Linked DNA regions of Sus scrofa: regions 1 and 3 are each linked to region 2. Evidence: chromatin contacts called from public Hi-C and HiChIP or PLAC-seq data. All regions are on one chromosome and are shown on one strand. The core of a region is the stretch at or near the end of the contact, and the rest is flanking DNA. Distances in the headings are between cores, read along the strand shown. Region 1 overlaps CCDC6 (coiled-coil domain-containing protein 6). Region 2 overlaps ANK3 (ankyrin-3). Region 3 overlaps CCDC6 (coiled-coil domain-containing protein 6).

What was found. A called contact is a pair of places that touch in the nucleus more often than the background predicts. HiChIP or PLAC-seq counts read pairs in DNA pulled down with a chosen protein or histone mark.
Region 1: an H3K27ac HiChIP or PLAC-seq map of skeletal muscle shows a contact between it and region 2. The contact joins two enhancer-like sites. A contact is called at or near these places in 1 of 47 Hi-C or Micro-C datasets (skeletal muscle) and 1 of 2 datasets of contacts at active chromatin or transcription factors (skeletal muscle).
Region 3: a Hi-C map of skeletal muscle shows a contact between it and region 2, with 3 times the contacts expected there. The contact joins two enhancer-like sites. A contact is called at or near these places in 2 of 47 Hi-C or Micro-C datasets (embryonic fibroblasts and skeletal muscle) and 1 of 2 datasets of contacts at active chromatin or transcription factors (skeletal muscle).

What each region holds. Positions count from the first base shown.
Region 1 is chr14:63,267,094-63,271,154 of Sscrofa11.1, reverse strand. The region is part of intron 1 of CCDC6 (coiled-coil domain-containing protein 6); the gene reads left to right. Among named protein-coding and RNA genes, the nearest start is that of CCDC6, 31 kb to the left of the region's middle. Within about 2 kb of position 2,259, at least 11 of the 83 cell types and tissues checked have an H3K27ac peak or open chromatin away from gene starts, as enhancers often do. A contact at or near this core is called in skeletal muscle, where this site is marked.
Region 2 is chr14:63,419,514-63,423,863 of Sscrofa11.1, reverse strand. The region is part of intron 46 of ANK3 (ankyrin-3); the gene reads left to right. All of the region lies in intron 2 of LOC110256850 (a long non-coding RNA gene), which reads right to left. Among named protein-coding and RNA genes, the nearest start is that of CCDC6, 120 kb to the right of the region's middle. Within about 2 kb of position 2,138, at least 3 of the 83 cell types and tissues checked have an H3K27ac peak or open chromatin away from gene starts, as enhancers often do. A contact at or near this core is called in skeletal muscle, where this site is marked.
Region 3 is chr14:63,229,423-63,233,596 of Sscrofa11.1, reverse strand. All of the region lies in intron 2 of CCDC6 (coiled-coil domain-containing protein 6), which reads left to right. Among named protein-coding and RNA genes, the nearest start is that of CCDC6, 69 kb to the left of the region's middle. Within about 2 kb of position 2,661, at least 8 of the 83 cell types and tissues checked have an H3K27ac peak or open chromatin away from gene starts, as enhancers often do. A contact at or near this core is called in skeletal muscle, where this site is marked.

The sequences.
Region 1 (4,061 bases), core at 1,010-3,509, 150 kb after region 2:
CTGCCCTGTGCCCTCTCCTTGGATCATGCCACAGATGGCCACCCCTCCTCAGTTGCAGAGGGGAGACTCAGGGTGGAGACTGGATGGCAGGACATCTAGTTGGTAGAATTGCCACGTTCTGGGCCAGGCTCTGTACCTTCGTCATCTCACGTGGCCTCAGAAGAGCCCTGTGAAGTGTAAGCAATTCTCACTTTGCCAGTGGAAAATAAGGCTTGGAGAGGTTAAGAAACTGGCCTCACATGTGAACACGTGCTACCTCCAGGGTCATATGAAGGTTCCCGGGGCCAGGATTGAATTTGCGCCTTCACAGTGACCCGAGGCTGCAGCAGTCAGGTTCTTAACCCACTGTGCCACAGCGGGAACTCCTCCCCCATCCTTCCTTTTTTCAAAAAAACTTTTTTGGGAAGTATAACCTAAGTAGTGTACACATAAACTGAAAGCACAGCTCAATGGATTTTCACAGATTGAAGGCACTTGTATTAATAACTTGGACCCAGATCAAGAAACAGAACTTTATTAACACTCTGGACCTGCTTTGCATGCCCTTCAATCATGATTCCTCCAAGAACAACCACTGTCCTGAGTTTGAACTCTCTTTAACCAGAGTCCTACAGTATATACTCTTTTCGTTAGAAAAGTTAGACTTCATTCTCCCAACCTTATATCTGTAAGATTCATTTGTGTTGTTGACCTCTTTGTTTTTCAGATTGTGTCTAGAAAAACCATTCGTACTCTAGGGCTATAAAATCCCCTTAGGGTACAGTAGGTATTTTCAAAACTTAAAATTCGGAAGATGGAGTTAATTAGGTGTCATCACAGTTTCTTGTGTTTTGACCTTTGGAAGAAAAAGCCATCTGGATTTTCAGCTCCTTGGTATAAAGGATTCCTTCTATATTCAGGGAAATGCTTTGAGTATTTGGGGGTGGGATGGGGGCCGTATTCACAGCATGTGGGATTTTCTAGGCCAGGGATCGAATCTGAGCTGAGCCATAGCAGTGACAATGCCAGGAGTCCTTAACCTGCTGAGCCACATGGGAACTCCTACATTTCATATTTTTAAAAGAGTAAGATCTTGGTGCATTCAGTGTCTCTGCCAGAGACATTTTCTTTTAGAGATGAAATGTGTTTTTATACGGTAGCTAGGATCCTGAAAAGCTTGTTTGTAAATGAAATAAAATTTGGTTTTATTGAAGTGTCAGCGTATGGGGAAAGAAGTTGGAAATTGGCGAAGTGGAAGTTGTGCTGTTTTGCAAAAGACCATCAGGAACCACCTATCATTAAATAAATTAAATCTATGCCTCATTGCAGTGAAGGAGAGCACTGGTTGGAGAGGAGAGGTTAGAAAGCACCTATCCCTGGGATTCGGCTAATATTGGGGGCGGAGTGAGGGGTGGTCTGCAAAGCACAAGTTCCCTCTGGATTGAGTGTTTTTGAAAGAGTAGAGGCAGGAGTTCCCTTGTGGTACAGTGGGTTAAGGATCCAGCATGTCACTGCTGTGGCACGGGTTTGATCCTTGGCTTGGAATCTTCCACATGCCGCAGGTGTAGCCAAAAAAGGGTAAAAAAAGGCGGGATCAGTTCTGTGATTGGGTACCTCCATACCCAAAGAGGAGTGGAGTCAGATGAAAGCTATAATTAGTTAATTGGCGAAACAGTAGCAGGCATTCCCATTAGCTGAGAGGGGGGATGTTTGGTAGTTTGTGGGTTTCACAGTGATCTTGTGTTGTCTCATTCTGTCTTGGTCTCAGAGTGACTTTGATGTGGATGTCCTGTGAGCTTGTTTGTGAACATCGTGGCCTAGCCATGTCACATTGGTTTGTGACATTGAGCTTTAGCTGTGAGCCTCAGACCCACACCTGGGTGTTAGGGGCTGTTGCTGTTTTTGTTTTTTTCTTTCTTTCTCAAGGAAATTTTCTTAGGCTTCTGTTTTCCATAAACCTACACTTTTATAGTATGGGTGGTCTTAAAATAGGACTGACCTTTAGTAGATACTTAGGCCTTAAGATACTCAATAAGGATTGTGAACAGAAAGTATATTTAGAACCTTACCCTTTAGAGCCTTGTGTTCAGGCTTTTTAAGTGACGGGGTTGGCCTGTGTGGACTGGTTTGTGGCGGTTTTAGGTAATCCTTGCGAAGTCACGTGGGCCTTTGGCAATGGCTCCTTCACACTAGCCCCTTCTCCCCTTACCTGCTGAGTGAAGCTAATTATAACAGTGACCCACATTTCTTGTGATGTAATGGTTCAGGCTCCCGGTGATGAGATACGATATCTGCTCATTTGTACCGCACTTGCTTCCAAAAAGGATTCGAGCTGACCAGGCCCATGGGCCTTTCCTCTGAGCCTTCTAACCACGCCTTTTCCCTTTTTTTCCCCTTTCCTTCCCCTCCTGGCCTGGCCTAGATGAGCAGTCACAACTGTGAGACAATCTGCCCACAAAGAAAAAAATTTTCTGAGACATAGGGGGAGGAGGGTTCCTTCTTCTAAGAAAACTGCATCTTAGATGCCCCGTGGAGGTACTGAGATAACACATTGTAATTTTTTTTCTTTTTTCTTTTTTTTTTTTTTTTTTTAGTTTTAAAAAATTGAGATATGGTTGATTTACAATATTTATGTTTTAGGTGTACAGCATAGTGGTTCACAATTTTTAAAGTTTATCATTTATAGCTATTATAAAATATTGGCTATGTTCCCTGTGCTGTACAAAAGTAGATCCTTGTAGCTTATTTATTTTATATGTAGCAGTTTATGTCTCTTACTCCCTTACCCCTAACTTGGCTGTCCATCTTCCCTCTCCCCACTGGTAACCACTGGTTTGTTCTCTAGATCTGCTGTGATTGCTTTAAAAAAATTTTTTTTTTCAGCTGCACCTGGATAGCACTGCACTGGCATATGGAAGTTCCTGGGCCAGGGATTGAATCTGAGCCACAGCTGTGATTATGCTGTACCTTGCAGTGCTGCTGGATCCTTAACCCACTGAGCCAGGCCAGGGATCAAACCCATATCCCTATGTCAGATTCTAACCCCACTGCACCACAGTGGGAACCCTGTGATTGCTTTTTAATGTAGGGTATGTGCAACAGAAGGCTTTGTATTTTGGCCAGCTCTGCATTCTGGTGGTTTGTGAAGAGTTAGGGGCTTGTGCCTTACATGCTGGGTCACCTTAGACTCCTGACCTTTTTATAAGGGCGAGGGATGGCATTCGATGGACACATGCTTTTTTAATTTTCCTGTGGAACAGAGCATTTTACCTTTGGGTTTCTTCTCCCTCTGTTTGCTGCTTGACTGCTTGTAAAATGTAGCCTTTTCTGTGTGCTGCAGCAGTGTATGAATGGCAGTGTATGAATGTTCATCCCGTTTCCTGGACCAGAAAGGGAAACTGGCTAGTGAGAATGATGAGTTTTACCCTGTAACATCCAGCCTGACAATATTCAAGAAAAAGAAGGGAAAAGAGGAGAGGAGTATTTGGAGCAGTTGAATAAGAGCTTCAAACCAATGGATAGGTTAAAAAAAAAAAAAAAAAAAAAAAAAAAAAAAAAGGAGCTAGAAAGATATTTTGGAGCCAAGAGTCGTGCTTTTTGTGTTTTTTATTTGTTTGTTTGTTTGTTCTTTTTAGCATGCCCTCAGCATATGGAAGTTCCCCAGCCAGGTATGGAACCTGTATCACAGCAGTGACAACATTGGATCCTTACCTGTTAGGCTACCAGGGAACTCCTTGTGCATGTTGTGATGTTTTGATTTTATTTTTGAATAAATATATGGCTGTTTATCCCACTGAAAGTCCTTGAAGTGGCATCTATATTCATAAATACCAAGATTTAATTATATACACTTTTCTGATTTTTTAATCTGTGTTCCTGTGTTAATCACCTGAGAGTAGGTTTTACTCTGCCATATGGCAGGTTGTGACACATTGTTTTCATTATTGTCATGGCTGTTTTAACTTTCCCCTTCCATGTCATGGCCCTTAAATCTTAATGGGTTTTTACTTTGGGGAGAACCTGCATCCTAAAAATCTTCTATTAATCCATTTATTAAGGTTCATATTTCTTTAGCTCTCTAG
Region 2 (4,350 bases), core at 889-3,388:
GAAAAGGATAACTCCAGAAAGGGTCCACATGTACAAGGGCCCTAAGGTGGGAAAAGGTCTAACACTTTTGAGGAAATGAAAGACCGGTACCCCAGAGCCTGATAAGCTAGGGGCGGGGGGTGAGGTGGGCCCATGATGAAGTGAGAAATGCACCGTCATAGGCAAGAATATGGGATTTGGATTTCATTCTACAAGAATTTGAAGGCTTCCAAAGATTTTAAGCAAGAGCTTGACCTACTGTATTTTTTTAAACACACACCAGCTATGTAAACAGGACTGGAGGGAAAGCAAGAATAAACTGAAACTGACAAGGTAGGACGTTATTGCCATAGTCCAAATAAGCCACAGTGGTGGCAGGGCCAGGATCTGGGCAGCAGTTTTAGGAAAATCGACAGTATCGATGTATTAGCTTGGGGGCAGGATGGAGAAGAAGGGTTGAGTCAAGAATGATGCCCAGGTTTCAGGCCTAAGCATGTGGGGGGTGGGGAAAGGAACAGAATGGGTTTTAAGAAGAATATTCAAGCATTCAGACTTTGGTTGATACCCAAGTCTGGAGCTCTGAGGGAAGGCTGGGCCTGGGCATACAAAAATGTGAGCATTGTCACTAAAGAAGTGAGTACTGAATACCAGAGAAAGGGAACACCAGAGAACAGATGTGACTACCTTGGGAGAGAGTTAAAGTGAGCCAAGAAAGGGCTCAGGATTGAGCCTCAAGGAACATTCTGAAGAGGAAGAGCTTTAAAACCTTGCCTCTGACCTCCTCCTTCAGATGAGCTGATAAGCGTCTGTAAATAAGAGACTGTGCGCCTTTAGAGCCCCTTTACTTCTTAGTGTGTGACACACACGTGCTGGTGTTGGGGTGCAGTGTTTAAGACATTACCATAAACTTCTACCACTTGATTTGAGGGCACATAACTACAGTCTCGTCCAAGGAGCAAACATAATCATATGTAACACAAATCAAAATCTCTAACTATATAATAAGATCTATAACTACAATAAAAGGTATAAACAAAATGCTAGAAGAATCCACCAGAAGATGTAATAAACGCCAACAGAGGAGATCTTGCAAAGCTTCTTAGAAGTGCACATTTGAAGTGGCTTTTGAAGAAGGAGTAGGATTTAAGACCAGGCAGTGTGATGGTGTGTGCTCTGCGTCTCCTTTATCCTGGAGATGGTAGGCTGCCACTGGGAGCATTGTGGTAGGAGAGTAATAGGATCGGTGGTGATTAGGTAACCCTAGTGGTAGGAGCTGGAGTTAGTGGTCAGGAGAGCTGGAAGACACGTACCCAGTTCTGAGACACGGAGGAGGGCCTGAACCGGGGCAGAGACAATGGAAAGGAGAGGGCAGATGGAAGAACATTTTACAAATATGACAAGCAGATTGATTCTATAGAGGAGTGAGGGTTGCAGGTCTGTGTGTCATACTAACAGAACATAGAACCTAAGATGACAAAAAATTACGGATTGAAGTAGCCTGGGTGATGAAGTAGGTCAAACTGCAGTGTCCTCCGTGTGTGTCGAGGAAGGAAATCTGGGCTGAAGAGCCTAGTGTGGTCATCTTTGGTATAGAAGTGGCCTGAGTGAATGTAAATCACGAGTTTACCAGCTGTGTAAGCTTGGCCAAATTATGTCACTTTTGTGCCTTTATTTCCTTGTGATGGTTAGGATAAGAGTAGCGCATCTCACAGAGTTGCTAGAATTGAATGAGTTCATCCATGTAAATCACTTAAAACAGTGGCTGGCAAGCCCATAGTAAGCATTCAGTAAATTCAGCTATTATTAGCAGTGTTAAGACAGGGCCAGTTGGGTGTGAGGGATAAATTAGGAGGTTGGGATTAACATGTACACACTACTATAAATAAAACAGAACAACAAGGACCTACTGTACAGCACAGGGAACTCTATGTATATTTTGTAATAACTCAAAATGGGAAAAAATCTGAAGAAGAATATGTGTGTGTGTGTATCACTGAATCACTTTGCTGTACTCTTGAAACTAACACAACATTATAAATTAACTATATTTCTACATTTTAAGTGATATAAATTTAACAAAAAGAGAGAGAGGTGAGGAGAAGGGGCCAAGAATGGCAGGTGGAAGATCCAGGAGGCCCGTGGATGGAGCAGCCCTGCTGGAAGAGGGCAATGGGGGACGTCAGAACAGCGACGTCAGTGAAATCCTCTGCATGTCACATCGGATTACACTTCAGAACACTTTCAATCATTTCCTACCACCTGTTTCTCACAGTAGCACTGGGAAATTAGTAAAATACGTCTTCTCTTTCCTCTTCACTAAGGAAAGAGAATGAAATGCCTGGGGCTGAATGTAGTTAACAACAGGTCTGGATTTTAACCCAGACCTCCTGATTCTGCTTCCAGGACGTCAGAACTATGGCCTGAATGTCTTCACTCCAAATTCAGGACCCTGCCCTTCAGAATACTGTCCAGAAGTCATCTGGAGTAGATAACATTTTTACGTAGTATTTTTCACTTTTCTAACCCTTTAAAAAATCCCCAGCTAACCAAAAGCCTTGGCTTCAAGTAAAGGTGCAGGGGTCCAGAGCCAGGTGCATGACTTCCAGTTCTAGCTCCACCATGTAATAAGTGTGCCACCAGTGTAATCGCTTGCTGGCTCTATTTCCTTATTTGTAAAATGGAAGAAATAGTCCCTCGTTGTTACCAGGATTAAATGAGCTAAACCGCCTTAGAACGTTACCTGGCACATCATAAACATTTAATAATAATAATATTCTTAGTTGTAATAAATTAACTTTACAACTTTATGAGTGTTATATTTTTCTTCCACTGCCAAAATGTAAATCAGTACTTGCCCAGTAATTACTTTTTTTTCTTTTTTAACTGGTCCTGTAACCTCAGGTTTTTTTTTTGTTGTTGTTGTTGTTTTTTTTAATCACAAGTCACAAGTTTAAACAAACTCAAAAAAAAAAAAAAAAACAAACAAAAAAAAACCCTCCCACTTATTGGTATTAGTTAAAGAACAAATCTCCATAAACTGGGACTTTTAAGTCACACAGTAGTTTGTTGTGATTACATAAAGTAATTAGAATGACTGCTTAGGAAAAAATGTTCTTAGCCTCATGATCCCTAAGGAGAGAGAGAGAAAAAAAGAGGAGAGAAAGGAAAGAGAGAGGTGGGTTAGGAAGACAAGAACTAGAATAACAGGTTCTCTTGGGCTACAGGGAAGACACAGCAGAAAAGGCTTTCCTTAGGGCCTAACAGAGCTAAGTCTTTAAAAATGAGTAAGGGTTTGCCTGCAAAGGGAGATCTCATGAGGGAAGAGAGCTTATTACACTTTCAAGGAGATGGCACTTGAAAAAAACTCGAAGGGTAAAGAGGAGTTAGAGATAAATGAAGATTAAAGAAAGGGATTATAGGTGGATTATCAAGTCATGAGCAAAGAAAAGGATTTATTTTTTGTTTTATTTTTTTAGGGCCGCAGCCGAGGCATATGGAGGTTCCCAGGCTAGGGGTCATCCGAACTATAGCCGCTGGCCTACACCACAGCCACAGCAACACAGGATCCAAGTCATATCTGTGACCTACACCACAGCTCACAGCAATGCCAGATCCTTAACCCACTGAGCAAGGCCAAGGATCAAACCGGCATCCTCATGGATGCTAATCAAATTCGTTTCTGCTGAGCCACGACAGGAACTCCAAGAATAGGAGAGATTTATAAAGTGGAACTAACTCCCAGCTTTTTAAACTATCACCCACATTATACCCATATACAATGGGCATAATAGGTTTTTTAAAATTATAGAAACAGATCCACCATTTTTATAAAGATAATGTTCACTTGGACTGATGTGCTAAGAGAAAGACCTTTGTTCTTACTCCAAGAACCTAGATTGGTTTTTGGAAGATGAAGCAAAACAAAAACAAAATTCAACTAGGTTGTAGTGACAATTGCACATCTATATATGTTTCCTAATAATTAGCAAACTATAGGAGTTCCCTGGTGGCCTAGCCATTAAAGATCTTGCATTGTCACTGTTGTGACACAGGCTAAATCCCTGGCCCAAGAATTTCTGCATGCTGCTAGTGTAGCCAAGAAAAAAATTTATCAAACTATATATTTACAATAGATGAATTGTAAGGTGTATAAATCACATTATCAGTTAAGCTGTCAAAGGGATGGGGTTTCAATTAGAAAAACTTGCTGAGAATTCTCCCTAAGAAAACAGGAGTTCCTGTCGTGGCACAGTGGAAACAAATCTGACTAGGAACCATGAGGTTGCGGGTTCTACCCCTGGCCTCGCTCAGTGGGTTAAGGGTCCAGCGTTGCCATGAGCTGTGGTGTAGGTCGCAGATGCGGTTCAGATC
Region 3 (4,174 bases), core at 1,412-3,911, 190 kb after region 2:
TGCTGTCCCCACTTAAGGGTTTCAGCCAGTCCTTTGTTGAAGTCTCACATTTTCTGCCACCCAATATGGAAGAACTGATCTCCATCTGGAAGATTTTTAAGAGTAATTGGTACCAATAGACTTTTCCCAACTGTGTGATTACTTGAATATGGCTCTCTAGGATGTTGGCTTCTGGATAAGACCTTACTGTGATGGCCTCCGAAGAGAAACTCTGCTGCAGGTGCCACTGATGGACAGATGAGTAAATTGTTCACCAGGAAAGTGCTTAGTGTTTTTCACCCAAAGGCCCCTGAGAGGCTATTTCTAGAACGGTTTTGGGTTTTGTCACTGTACTCTGGCTGTTGAGTCCGATAGTGATTGAACAATGCTTTTATGTGCATTTCAAAAGAATTCTTTGGTCCTGAGAACAAAATGAGATTATTGCTATAGAGAAGATGGCTCCCTTCCCACCTGCTACAACAGAGATGCTAGCTAGTACCTTTAAAAACTGAACCACATTTAAGTTTAGATGAGTGGAAATCCCTTGCCTTTTTAGAAGATCAAGTTTAGGAGGTAGCTTTGACACCTCCAAATATGATAATCCTCTCTGAAACAAAAAGCCAAAAAAGAGCATGTAGCTTTTCTCTCCAGTTTTTGTGCATATCTACCAGGTAGGCAGAAATCATACCTTGATTTTGTAAAAACTCTTGTCTGAAAAGTCTATATCCTTCTGAGCCCAGACTGTGGGATTGATGATCTGACTGCTGAGAACTGTCCTAAAAAGAACCTTCTAGTACATTTGCCAAGCCTAACACAGGCCTGCATCAGAACTAAATTCAGCTCTGGAATGCCTTGCAGAGAGGTTGTCGTTTAATCAGAATTTGTAATTAAAATTTATAAGAAATGTTTTGTAAGCAAACTCTTCATCAGAACATGATATATAATATTTATGTTAGAAAAGAGAAATCTAAAAGACTCTTCTGAAATGTTAGCTATATATTTGGGTGCTGAGCTTATAGGTTATGTTAATTTTCTTACATCCCTTTCCTTCCAACTTTGTAAAAGCAACATGCGTTACTTTTGTAATTGGAAAACATCTTATTTCCTAAAAAGGAAATTTAAAAATTTTAATGCATGTTTTGTCCTTAGCTTTTGGAACCTCCTTCTGTGTCACTGACTTTGAAAGCTCACAGTCCTGCTGCCATTACCAAACCAGACCTGGGTCTATTTACCCCACAAACAGCAAAGCCAGTCCACTAACTGCAGGCTGTGGTGAAGGGAAGATACAGTGGCACCAAGCAGGGAGAATGGGCAGCTCATGCTTAAAAGACCTGAACTCCCTGATGGCTTTGGAAGAATTTTTAAAGACAATATGAGGGGAAGGAAAGTCACAGCCTGTGTGATCCACTGGTGCACACTCTCTAATTGGTTGATGGTGAGATAATGGTGACATTTAATCTCAGTCATCAACCTTCAGTTTCCAACCAGTCTGAGGTGCCCATGCTGGTGATCCACAAGCAGCTAACTTCTTCCACCTGGTGGGGGTTTTAGTATCTGCAAAACAGCTCAAGGATATGGCTCAGGATATTATTTACAGCCCTAGAGGAGGAACTAAAGGTCCTTGCTTTGTTTTATGTCTAAATTTTGTCTTGCTTGACTGTTTTCCTCACTTCTCTGGTTAAATTTGCTCTTTGGAACTCAGAGAAGGCCTCAGAGGCTAAAGCTTTTTTGAAAACAAGAGGCAGAGGACACGGTGGGGTCTGAGGTGAGATGGGACATCCATGCTTAGGAAGCTCCTGCTCAGTTTTATCGTCATAGTTGCATATTTGTCATGGACAGCAGGGCACAGGAGCCTCCTGCAGAGTCAGGCCCATTTGCTGCGAGGCAAGGTTCGGGACCGCCCAGATCATTGAGAACTAGCGAAGCCAGAAGGCTCTCATGACTAGCTTACTAGCTTAGCTGTCTTGTCAGTCTTGATAGGATTCATTCCACTGCCCCCCCCCCCCATCCTAAAATCACTTTTTTAAAAATCCCTATATCCTCTGGCTAACTGTTAACCACCAACCACCAGGGCCAACTGGAAGACCTGGTGTTGCTGAGATTAAGAATGGTTTTGGCAATTAGGGATTTGCTCACTTGCTTTTATGTAAGCCTGAGGCATCAGGTTCACTTCCTGCTCTTGGGAGCCCTTGTTCAGTGGTTGCTTGGCACTCTTCTCCACCAATACCACTGCCAAAAGTGAACGAGTACTTTTTCTGTTTTGAAAACCATGGAACAGGGTTGAGATAAGAGAACCAGGTGTTACTTACTCCTCTGAATCTTTTCCCTCTAACCCAGTTTCCAAATTTTAGACCTAAAATAACAAATAGGTTCGTAGGTTTGTCCTTTGCTTCACACTTGAATTTGGATCTGGCCTTCAGAAAATAATGCTGCTAGAGCTATAATAGAAATTACTGTACTCATTTCCTTATGGGGGAGGCACATGCTTATTGATGACTGAAAGCACTTAAGGATGAAAGTTATCTGAGTCTCTTGTTCAGTGTGGCAGGGCTTATTTTTTATTGTTATCGATTTGGCCCCTGAGGTGATGACTCCTGGAATTTTTAAAGCAGTTGAAGTTGTCTCGCATCTATGGCAAGATGTTACGTGGAGGAGAGGAAGGAAGTTGTGGGCAAAAGCCACTGCCAAGTGATTTGTAGCCGAGCTGTTCAGAAGGCTGTCAGGAAACAGCTTTATTCTTCCATCTCCCTTTGCATAGGAATGGAACCCAGAGAAGGGATTGCAGTAAGTCTCCAAATCTGCCTATTCATTTAGACAAATTTACCTTCTCCCTTCCTCCCCTCAATTCTGGAGCAGTTGGTTCTCCTTGCAATACCATCCCAGTGGATTCAGGTTTTTTCTGGAGCTTGCACTTCCCTGACCCCTGCGTGGCTGTGTCTCTGGGCAGCAGGCAAGTGTACAGGCCTTAGAAGTGAGTCTGGTCTCTCAGGTTCCTTCTCAGGCATGTGCACTGGCATCTGAGGCCGCCCTTTTGACCCCAGGTTCTCCATGTCACCGAGGTGGCAGTGAAGTGAATTTGTTTGTGCAGGCAGCAGAATCACGTGTCAGGGTGATAAATATGTATGAAACTGGCTAGTTCATTTGAAAGACACCAAGGCTTACACTGCACCATTGCATCCATTCAGGTGAAAATTCATTTCTCTCCATGGCAGGGGCGGAGAGACCTTGAAATACGTTCTTCTTCATCAAGGTGGCTCAACCGGGAAAAACCTTTTAGTTTTTCAGAGCTATTAATGCTAATCAGAAAAAATTTGCTGTCAGCTGATAGCTAACAGCACATTTGGAGGCAAAGTTGGGGTTTTTGTTGCTGTTGTTTTTATTGTTGCTTTTCATTCCAGATTCTCCAAACCTCAGCTTTCTGTGTTCTCTGTTTCTTTTTGTGGAGCAAGGGGCTTATGCATTGTGTTCAGGATACATCTGCAAAAGGCTTCTGGAATGTTTTTATTGCATTTTAAATGCTGCAACCACCAGAGGCCAAATTATAAGCCAGAATTTTCCTCTTAGTAGCATGCCAGAAATCTCTCTGTCCAATGTAATTTGCATTATGATTAGAAAATACAATAAACTGGACACAGTTTTTTAGTCTTAGGGTATCACTGAGTTTTTCCCACAGTGTGTGTTGCCATTGTGGCTGGAGTTATATGCCAGCCTGGACCCCCTCAAAATGTAAGAGCAAGAGTAGGGGGTTAGAAGCTTCCTAGGCTGTCTTTGACAAAATTTGGGAAAATGCAGGTAGAAAGTAAAGGTAGGAGGAAAAGGAAATTAAAAATAATGAGATGAAGCTGGAGCGCGGTTGCTTTATTCAGCAGGGTAGGGGAGATAACCCTTATCCATTTTAGTTGAAGAGGTAAATCTTGGCTATTAAAGGATGTTTGGTTCCACTTGTAAATGGACATCAGCTGTCACTGGAAAAGCTTTTCTTTTTTTTTTTTCCCCTCGTCTTTTTGCCTTTTCTAGGGCCGTTCCTGTAGCATATGGAGATTCCCAGGCTAGGGGTCGAATTGGAGCTGTAGCTGCCAGCCTACGCCAGAGCCACAGCAACGTGGGATCCCAGCTGCTTCTGCAACCTACACCACAGCTCATGGAAACACTGGATCCTTAACCCATTGAGCAAGGCCAGGGATTGAACCCGCAC